2 separate regions of the Mus musculus genome follow, and region 2 is linked to region 1. The links are chromatin contacts, called in public HiChIP or PLAC-seq maps. All regions are on one chromosome and are shown on one strand. The core of a region is the stretch at or near the end of the contact, and the rest is flanking DNA. Distances in the headings are between cores, read along the strand shown.

Region 1 (4,520 bases), core at 348-2,847:
AACAGACAGTATGGTAAAGAGTTTGAAGGAAAGTATTAGCCCTGGGAGAAGCAAGGAGTCTACTTTGTAAGGGTTTCTGAGAAGAGGGGTGGTCTTGTATCACAAGGAAGCAGGCTTAGTCAATGTATGATGTGTGACCTATGGTCTGCGACAGAAGTAAGGGACTGGGCACATTGCCATTCACGCCACACGGCAGGAGTCACTCTCGATAGGAGGTGGGGGCTTAGTTAATGTGTGACCCAGAAAAGGTGATGGCAGTGAGACTGACCCCCCTTCCCTCCAGCCTGCACCCCACCGTGCGTGTGCGTGTGCGTGTGCGTGTGCGTGTGCGTGTGTGTGTGTGTGTGTGTGTGTGTGTGTGTAGGGGGTGTGCTGGGGCTGGGCTTGTCCTTGTCTGGCTTGCATACCTATCTGCTTAGGACTTGGTTACCTGCAGGGCCTAGGTTCCCTAACAAAAGAACCCGAACAAACAAGAAAGAGCCTGGTGGAGAAATAGATAGGCCAAGGAGAGGAAATACAAAGCAAACCATCAATGGCCTCTGCTGGGGAGTGGTGGGCATCTCTGCAGACACAGGGACTCTGGGGGTGAGGAGGATAGCCGGTCCCCTCTATGCATTCAGGTCAGCCTGGGCCACCAAGACTCCACCCTGAACAATGATCAGAATTATCCAAGTGAAATTCTAATGAAATGCTATTAAGAAAGGACTATGGCAGACAAAGGGGAGAAGAGATAGGATTTAAAGGAAAATCTAGGTGAGATAACATTCAAACAATTTCAAAAGTCACAGAGAAGAGCATGGAGGGATGAGGTCCTTGCTCACAGCTAAAGGAAATCCCACATAAACGTGGACTAGAACAGTCCTTTAACAGGCTGCCCCTGGGAAATTCTAGATATTGAACAAGAAGACTATTTCAGCTGTTTCCAAGGAGGAAAAGAAAAAAGAGGCAAGAGACTAAAAACAACCACAAACCAGGCTGTTCTGTGTCTCAACAATAATGTTAAGTATGCTAATAATGGAGCAGCCTTCAAAATTCCAGGGGTAAATAATTTCTGACTTCAAATTCTGTCTCATCCAACCTATCTTATAGAAGGCTAGATCAGCTACACTTTCAATTATGCTTATTTCAAACAAACAAAAAGCCTCTAATATGTTCATGAGCCGAGAGAATGTGGCCTCACTAAAGTGTAGGTACAGACTATGAAAAGTTAGCAGAGAAGCAGACACAGGAATACCATTCGTTCAAGAGAAGCTTAAATAAAGCTTCAGGGGTTGGTCAACAGAGAGCCCAAGATGGCAGTCACAGGGTGAGCAGAGAGACAGAAGGCAGTAGGAGGAGATCAAGGCTATCAAGCCTCTTCAGTGCGTGAACCCTTCCTCTATTGATAAATAAAATCCAAAGGCTTCAGGAGTGTGTCTAACAGAGAAATTGATAAGTGATGTGACCATCATTCAGACACTCTTAATTAACTAGCAGAGTTTGGAGTTAGCTTTGTGATAAGGATCTTGAAACCCAGGTAAGCAACAGGCACAGAATCTGTTAGCGCCCTCGGGGCAAACACGCCATCTGGAAGAAAAGTCCCCGCCCTGACGGTAATCCTCGGGAGTGTCTCCTACATGAGACACACCTGAAGCTGAAGGACAAAGGCTTGGGAGTCTCAGGGGAGGAGGTCTGCCAGATCGCTACGCATCCAGAGAGAGCTGGGGAAGCCAAGACAGACAGACAGACAGCACAGCCTTCAAGGCAAAACGCTTTACTGGAAATACAAAGTCACCTCAAGATAAAAAAAAAAAAAAAAAAAAAGGTTCAGATTGTCCAGGAAGATAAAATAGATTGAATTTGGATGTACTTAAGATGCAGACTCAAAAGAACTAAAGCTAAATTGGCTGAGATGTCAGGAGAAATAGATAAACCCATAGAATAGAGGCGGGTTTTAACCTCTTAGTAAGTAAACCAGGCTGACTGAAATTTACGGTCATGGAAGATTTGAACAACACAACGGACAACTTTGAGTTGATTCATAGTTGATTCATAAAGAGCATATAGACACTGAACATGTAAAGGCCATGAGTCTGCCTCAAAAACTTGAAGGCACCCATTCAGCATATGTATTCTGACTACAGTGATAACTACCCTTTTCAGACAAAGCAAGCTTTGCATTTTTATTTATTATTATTATTATTAGTGTGTGTGTGTGTATGTGTGCATGTGAAAGAGTGTGTGTGCATGATCTATGTGTATGGGCATGCCTGCCATAGCACATGTGTGGAGGCTAGAGGGCAGCTTTGTGGAGTTGGCTATGAATGACCAGAGTCAGCACAGGACACAGCAGCAAGACTAAGTTCTCAGCACCACGGGAGATTTATTTGCCCCAGAGGGACAAAGGGCAGGGAATCAGAGACAGATGAGGGTGAGAATGAGGGAGAAGAGAAAAGGAACAAGGGAGAGGGGGAAAGCATAGTTGCTCTGGAAGGACAATGGACTGCCTCTGGATGGAGAGAAGACAGATGCGGCCCCATAGGCAAATGACAGTTTATAAATGGGGGAGAAGAACCCAGTGTTAGGACGAGTTGGTTAATTTTGATTTTGAGGAGTTTGGTTTGGTCAGCACAGCATTCAAGGTGTAGGGGTGTCTCAGATATCTTGCCCAGTATTAGCAGCAGGATGTGGCCTTTTCTTCCAGACTATGCTGAAGCTGGCTGGACCTTGGTGGTCAGCTACCTTTTATATTTACATGGGCTCTGGGGGGGTCAAAACCCCAGATCACCATGCTGGCATAGCAAATGCCCTTGGCCTCGGCACCATCTTGCCATCCCTAAAGCAAACTATAGAAAGATACAACATTAAAAAGTTAAGGAAAGGGGCTGGAGAGATGGCTCAGTGGTTAAAGAGCACTGACTGCTCTTCCAAAGGTCCGAAGTTCAAATCCCAGCAACCACATGGTGGCTCACAACCATCCGTAACAAAATCTGATGCCCTCTTCTGGAGTGTCTGAAGACAGCTACAGTGTACTTACATATAATAAATAAATAAATCTTTTTTAAAAAAAGTTAAGGAAAATATACAGACCCATGTACAGAAAAATATAACAGACAGGCTCGCGCTTGTGATCTCAGTCCACAGGAGGTGAGGCTGGAGGGTAACTGCTATTTTGAAGGAATCCTGGGCTATATAATTGGCTACAGAGTAAGACTGTGTCTCAAAAAAATAAAAATATTGGAGGGGGTGGTGGTGACTCACACCTTTAATCCCATCACTAAGAGGACAGAGGCAGGCAGATCTCTGGGTTTGAGGCCAGCCAGGTCAGAGTGAATTCCAGATATGCCAGGGCTACACAGAGAAACCCTGTCTTGAAAACTAAAAACCAAACCAAACCAAACAAACAATCCTGGATGTAGATTTTTTTTTCTGTTTCTTTCTGGTGAGCAGTTATATGTTATATGTTAGCATTTGAAGGATCTAGTTAAGGAGAAATACAACTTTCTATAATGTAAAAGTATGTTTTGTGGGGGAGGGTTTTGTTTTTGTGGTGTGTGTGTGTTGTTGTTGCTTTTCAAGACAGGGTTCCTCCATGTATCTTTGGATGTCCTGGAACTCACTCTGTAGACCAGACTGGCCTGGAACTGAACTCAGAGTTCCACCTGCCTCTGCCTCCCTAGTGCTGGACCCCTGACTCATCTGAAAGTACTTTTTAAATTAATTCATTTCTGTGTATGTGGGCATTTTCTTTTCACCACCACCAAAGGCCAGAAGAGAAGGTAGACTCCTCTGGAGTTATAAATGGTGGTTGTTGTGTTTATTAAAAGACACAGAGAGAAGGGAATATGTTTTGGTGGAGGTGTAGTCAGGTATGGAGCAAGAGGGTGCCTCCTAGGGCCCATGCTGAGGCATCCCTTCCCCCAGAGGGCCCAGCTACACGATGGTATAGTATAGAATAGAAGTTATTCAGGGCATTGGGGGTGGGGGGAGATGAGAGGGTAGTAGAGGCAGAGAAAGGGAGGGAGGGACAGAAGGAGGGAAGAGGAGGGGAGGAGAGGAGAGGAGAGGAGAGGAGAAGAAGAGAAGAGAAGAGAAGAGAAGAGAAGAGAAGAGAAGAGAGAAGTGAAATAGAGGCTGGCCATGAGCATGTGGAGAGAGAGTGGGGGAAGGAGATGGGGAAAGAGTGAAAAAGGGATGAGGGGACAGAGTGTGAACAAGAAGGCAAGAACAAGAGAGAGGAGTGGGAGCAAGCATCCCCTTTTATAGTGAGTCAGGAACACCTTGCTATTGCCAGGTAACTGGGGTGGAGCTTAGACAAAAAAATGCTAACAGTTGTGAGCTGCTGTGTGGGTTCTGGAAACTAATTCTAGGTCCTTTGCAAGAGCAGTCAATGCTCTCAACTGCTGAGCTATATCACTCAGCTCAGGACAGTGAGATCTTAAAGTATAGTAAAATAATTTTGTTCCCAACTGTATCTCTAGTACTCTAGTACTTGGCATAGTACCATAAAGAGTCAGTAAGTAGTTGTTGAATGATGCTTT
Region 2 (4,939 bases), core at 1,290-3,789, 91 kb before region 1:
CCGCACCATAGGCCTGTATGCCTGGGATGATGGTTCGCCTCTTGCCTTGCTGGGAGGCCACCAAGGGGGTATCACCCACCTTTGCTTTCACCCTGATGGCAATCTCTTCTTCTCGGGAGCCCGAAAGGTATTGGTCAGAGCCCAAAGCATGTGGGTAGTCAGGAGTGGGGATGTTGTCTGTAACGTGTTAAAATGTGCCAAGTTTGAGGGACTCAGGGAGGCTGAGGTGGAGTCAGCAGAGAGAGTGGCTGACTCCAGACCCCTGTTCTTATCTTTAGGATGCTGAACTTCTGTGCTGGGATCTCCGGCAGCCAGGCCACCTCCTGTGGTCTCTGAGTCGGGAAGTGACCACTAATCAGCGCATCTACTTTGATCTGGACCCGTAAGTGGCTCTGGCCCCTTCCAGGCTCAAGCAAGGATGTCAGAATGCTGCCGTAGGGGTCTAGGCCACTACATAGGAATGGCTTCTACCCCAAGGGTCATGCCTGTCTGCTACAAATCTCCCGTCTTTCCCAGGAGCGGTCAGTTCCTAGTGAGCGGCAACACCAGTGGAGTTGTCTCTGTGTGGGATATCAGTGGAGCTCTTAGTGACGACAGCAAGCTGGAACCCGTGGTGACTTTTCTGCCTCAGAAGGACTGCACCAACGGAGTCAGGTCCTCATTCCCTGAAGGAGCTTGGGGCTAGGGTTTGGGAGGAAGGTGGGTTTCTTGGGTATTATCTTGAACTAGGTGCTGACCGACTGCTCTCTTCTCCAGCCTTCACCCTACCTTGCCTCTACTGGCCACTGCTTCTGGCCAGCGCGTGTTCCCTGAGCCCACCAATAGCGGGGATGAAGGTGAGCTGGAGCTGGAGCTTCCTCTGCTCTCCCTGTGCCACGCCCATCCCGAATGTCAGCTTCAGCTCTGGTGGTGTGGAGGGGGACCTGACCCCAGTAGCCCTGTTGACGACCAGGATGAAAAGGGACAAAGAAGGACAGAGGCTGTGGGGATGAGTTAATATAAAGACTTTGTGTCACACTGGAGTCATTGTGTCTGTTCGGGGTGGCACGTGACTGGTGGTAGTAGGTTCCTTTGTCCGGCATCTGTGGGGTCTGGCATATTGTTCCCAAAACCAAGGGGCTGAGGGGTGGGACCAGGCAGGAGCCAATGAGGTGCTGAGCATGGTGTGAAGTCAAGCAGGTGGGGGTGGGGTCTCATGCCATTGACTGTGTGGTTGCTAGGCAACTTGGTAAACTGAGGAGCAAACCTGTTTAAAATCTCACTCCTGAGGTGGCTGCATCAGGGGTCAGAGTGAGCTGGCCTGAGCAGGGGTGGCAGACGATTGAGTGTGACTGTGAGACTAAGCAGACAGTGACAGACAGACAAGTCAGTGCTGATGGCTGCACACCGCCCTGTTTACTATCATGCAGCTGCAGAAGAGAAGGGTGCAAGACACGGTGTCCCACTGCACCCCAGTAGGCAAAGGAAGGACACACAGGAAGGAGCAAACAGAAAAACAGCTGCTTCTTATTGGACTCCCTCTAGACTGCGGCGCACGCTCGGGCAAGGGGCTTGCTCGGTAGTTCTTCGTGCTTCTCCATCTGTCCACTCTCCCTCCTCCCCACACACCTTGTCAAATACCCAGAATGAGAGTCTTTGAAGAGATGCTGTCAACGGGGCCATGGTGGGGACCACAGTCAAAGGGAAAGGAGCAGCCTGTGGAGGATTGGGCTGGAAGGAGAGGAATGTCGCCCCTGCCGGGAGGTGCTGAAAGCCTTGCTTCTTACACCCAAGAAGGCAGCTCCTCCCTTCCCCCAGGATAATTGGAAACAGCCTTTCCTGTGGATTGCTGCTTTGGGGTTATAGGTACCCCCTTTCCTCTCCCAGTCATACTTTTCTCCGTGATCACCCAAGAAGGGCCAAAATTTACTACTCCCTGGTCTCTTCGTCTAATCCACAGAAAACAGTAAAGGGTCCAAGAAACCGTGACAAAATGAACCCCAGGAAAGGGGGAGTTCAGCAGCCTAGATTGTGTCTTCGGGGTTTTCCTAAACTCCCCGTGTGACCTTGGGCAAGTCACGGGGTCCCCTCTCAACCTGGATAGCTCTACCCCCTCCCACTTCACACAGGTAGCCCATCAACTTAGCGTTACTTTGTGAAGTGCCTAGCCTTCAAGGTTATCATTATCCTCTCCAGACCGCCTGGAAAGCCGCGGTGTTGTTTTGGAATGGGAGAGGAGTAGGCTGCGGGGAGCAAAGGGGGAAGGTTTTTTCGGGGTGGAGAGGGCAAGAGCCTTTCTGGATGCTAGCGAGGAAGATTCCAAACGCTCGGGCAATCGGAGGGCAGGAAGGAAAGCAAGTAGAAACTCAGCCAGAGACGGACACTGCCAGAGACAAAGGGGGCGTGAGAGACCGCGCCGGGCAGCGAGGCGGGGTGGCGGACGGGAGGTGTGCGAGGTGAGGGAGGTGTGGGGGGCGTGGGCCGCGGGATGCGACGCCCGCTCCGACTGTGCTCCAGCTCCGGTTTTTCCCTCCACCATGCTCTCCCCCTCCCCGCCTCTCCTTTAACTCCCCCCTCCTGGGCTCGGGACTGGTTTCCTCCCTTAGCCCGCTGCCCTCAATCCCGGCGAGGCTGGGGCTCCAGCTCGGTGTCTCCTTCTTCGCTCCCTTGCCCGGCGCCTCATGTTGCCCCCGCCCGGCCCTCGGCTCCCCATGTCCCCCACGTAGCGGGGCGCACAAATCCCGAGGTGCGGCGCGTGGGCCGGGGGCGCGTAAGGCGCCTGCAGACGGCCCCTGCAAGGGTTCTTGTGGGGCTGAGCGCTCTGGAGCCGGGGAGCAAGCATCGCAGAAAAGAGGGTCCTTGTGGGAGCTGGGGGTGACTAGCCACCCACCAGGGTGACTGGGGTTCCACAGCGTGGTAGCCACCCCTGGGGGTGAGAGACTTTGGGGGAGTTGGTGCCCCGCCCCCAGGCCTTGGTAGGGTCATGGGGGCCCCCCATTTTGGGCCAGGGGGTGTGCAAGTCGGGGCCCTGCTGCTGTTAGGTTTTGCGGGGCTGGTATCTGGACTCAGCCTGGAGCCTGTCTACTGGAACTCGGCGAATAAGAGGTGAGTGGTTGGGACTGAGGAGATTCCAGTCCCATGGATAAGGGATATGGAAGCTTTGAGACTAACCGGGCTAGGATTCTGAGCTGAGAGGGGGCTGGCAGAAGGGTGCTTGCTGTAGCGCTGAGGTGAGGTGACAGGTTACAAGACAGAGCAATGATCTTGAGAGCCAGACTCCTAGTCTCACAGAGCTGGTTGTGGGTGGTGATACCATGTGTCAGGAGTTGGGAGATCTTAAAGGGGCAAAGATAAAGTTCACGGGCAGGGGGAGGGCAATGGAGTGGCTATTTGGCTCTGGAGGAGACCTGTGTCATCTGCGTTGAAGGGAGCCTGGTTAATGTCAGCTCTCGGGAGAGAGGTGCTGAATGGGTGCTGCTGAGGCACTGAGGAGAAGGGCAGGGACACCTAGCTCCCAGGAGGCACTCGGTGTTGCAGATGAGGGGGAAGGGGGTTCAGTTTGGGGCTATAGAACAACCCACCCAAGGTTCCTTGACTCTCAGTCTGTGTTCCCAACTGGTGTTCACAGCCAGAGGACTAGTTGACCCTTTGGTTGAACAGTTTGGCAACTAGAACATGGTCCTGTCTTCCTGGTTTGGTGGACTCTTTCTGGAGGCCCCTCAAAGCCCCCTCCTTCTCTCCTGCCACTGGGAGTCCTGAGGGTGCCACTGGCCTCTCCAGTCATCTTGACCGACCGCAAACTCTCCCATCGGGGACTCCGGTCCCTGACATGCTAGCTTTGCTTGGAAAGAGGCCAAGGGTCAGTCAGTCACACAGGGCAGACAGAACCTCTGGGAGGCCATCTAAGTGATTTGTCTCCATGACATTTCCTATCCCCACCAGCCCAAGAGTTCTGTGTTTCAGAAACTTCCTCCTTCGCTGGGGCGGTTGTGAGAGGTCATGGGAGGGGGGAGTGGACCTGAGACTTTATCAGGCACTTGGTCTTAACACTAGCCCTGCTCTTTGCAGAAAGCTGTGTGGTCTTAGGCATGTCACTTAACCTCTCTGAGTTTGTATCTTCAGTCCTTACAGCTGTTATGAGGATTGGAGGCAAGGTATTTGGACATATTATGTACTCATTCATGAAAGGAGAGGTAGGATTGGTTTTTTTGTTTGTTTGTTTGTTTCTGTTTTTTTGCTTCCTGGCTTTCCTGCCCTATTCCAATCTTGGTACCTCCTCTCCCTCCTATATCTCAGTGGGAATAGTCAATCACAAGTTCTCCCACCTGCCAGCAACTCCTGGCTGCAGTTTTGAGCACTAAGTATACCTTGAGGATATAAATGGGCTATCCTGTTAGGGTTGAGAGAGACAAGGCGTTGGGGCTTTCTGAGGTTCTTTTGGGTATTGGGTGGGAGCTGGTCAGTACGAATCTGGGAAGATGCTGGGCAACAGCTTTGTGGAACCGGGTTTCAACTGTGGATGCACAGGCAGGGGCTTGCTGTGGTAGGCAGGTTGTGGCTGTGCTGGGCCCATCCATTCCCTGGCTAACTGGGCATGGAGATGCTGCTAGTAGTTTGTGTCAGCTGTAGTGACAGAAGCCAACTACTTCAATTCCTCAACTGGAGAACACTTTCCTCAGAAAGTTTAAGCCCCAAGGTGGAACGCAGGAAGAATGATCAGAGTGATTGGCATCTATGCGTCCATTCTCATCAGCCCCATTTTGGTCATTGCCAAACTAGCATTTACTTCATGTCTCATTAACTGACTAACTTGGATCCCAGATCCCAGCCCCACCACCACCACCCCAACCTATACCTTGCCCCCTTTGCCCTGAAATTCAGTGGTGGCCTGGAGGAGGGGGAGGTTCCATCCCCATGGTTGAATGCCATGGAATAGTGAAATCACCTGGGAGGGGTAGGC

The links. HiChIP or PLAC-seq counts read pairs in DNA pulled down with a chosen protein or histone mark.
Region 2: a contact with region 1 is called in an H3K27ac HiChIP or PLAC-seq map of embryonic stem cells, with 5 read pairs. The contact joins the promoter of Efnb3 here to the enhancer-like site in region 1. A contact is called at or near these places in 8 of 39 promoter capture datasets (the 3T3-L1 cell line, 3T3-L1-derived adipocytes, cranial neural crest and 4 more), 1 of 115 datasets of contacts at active chromatin or transcription factors (embryonic stem cells) and 3 of 9 other capture datasets (adipose tissue, liver and pancreatic islet).

The regions. Positions count from the first base shown.
Region 1 is chr11:69,466,553-69,471,072 of GRCm38.p6, reverse strand. All of the region lies in intron 39 of Dnah2 (dynein, axonemal, heavy chain 2), which reads left to right. Among named protein-coding and RNA genes, the nearest start is that of Kdm6b, 53 kb to the right of the region's middle. Within about 2 kb of position 1,597, at least 16 of the 459 cell types and tissues checked have an H3K27ac peak or open chromatin away from gene starts, as enhancers often do. A contact at or near this core is called in embryonic stem cells, where this site is marked.
Region 2 is chr11:69,557,837-69,562,775 of GRCm38.p6, reverse strand. It overlaps Efnb3 (ephrin B3), which reads left to right and starts at 2,539. Exons shown (of 5, transcript NM_007911.5): 1 at 2,539-3,084. The coding sequence starts at 2,963. Wrap53 (WD repeat containing, antisense to Trp53) reads left to right here. Exons shown (of 10, transcript NM_144824.3): 7 at 1-127; 8 at 279-382; 9 at 517-654; 10 at 757-1,022. The coding sequence ends at 997.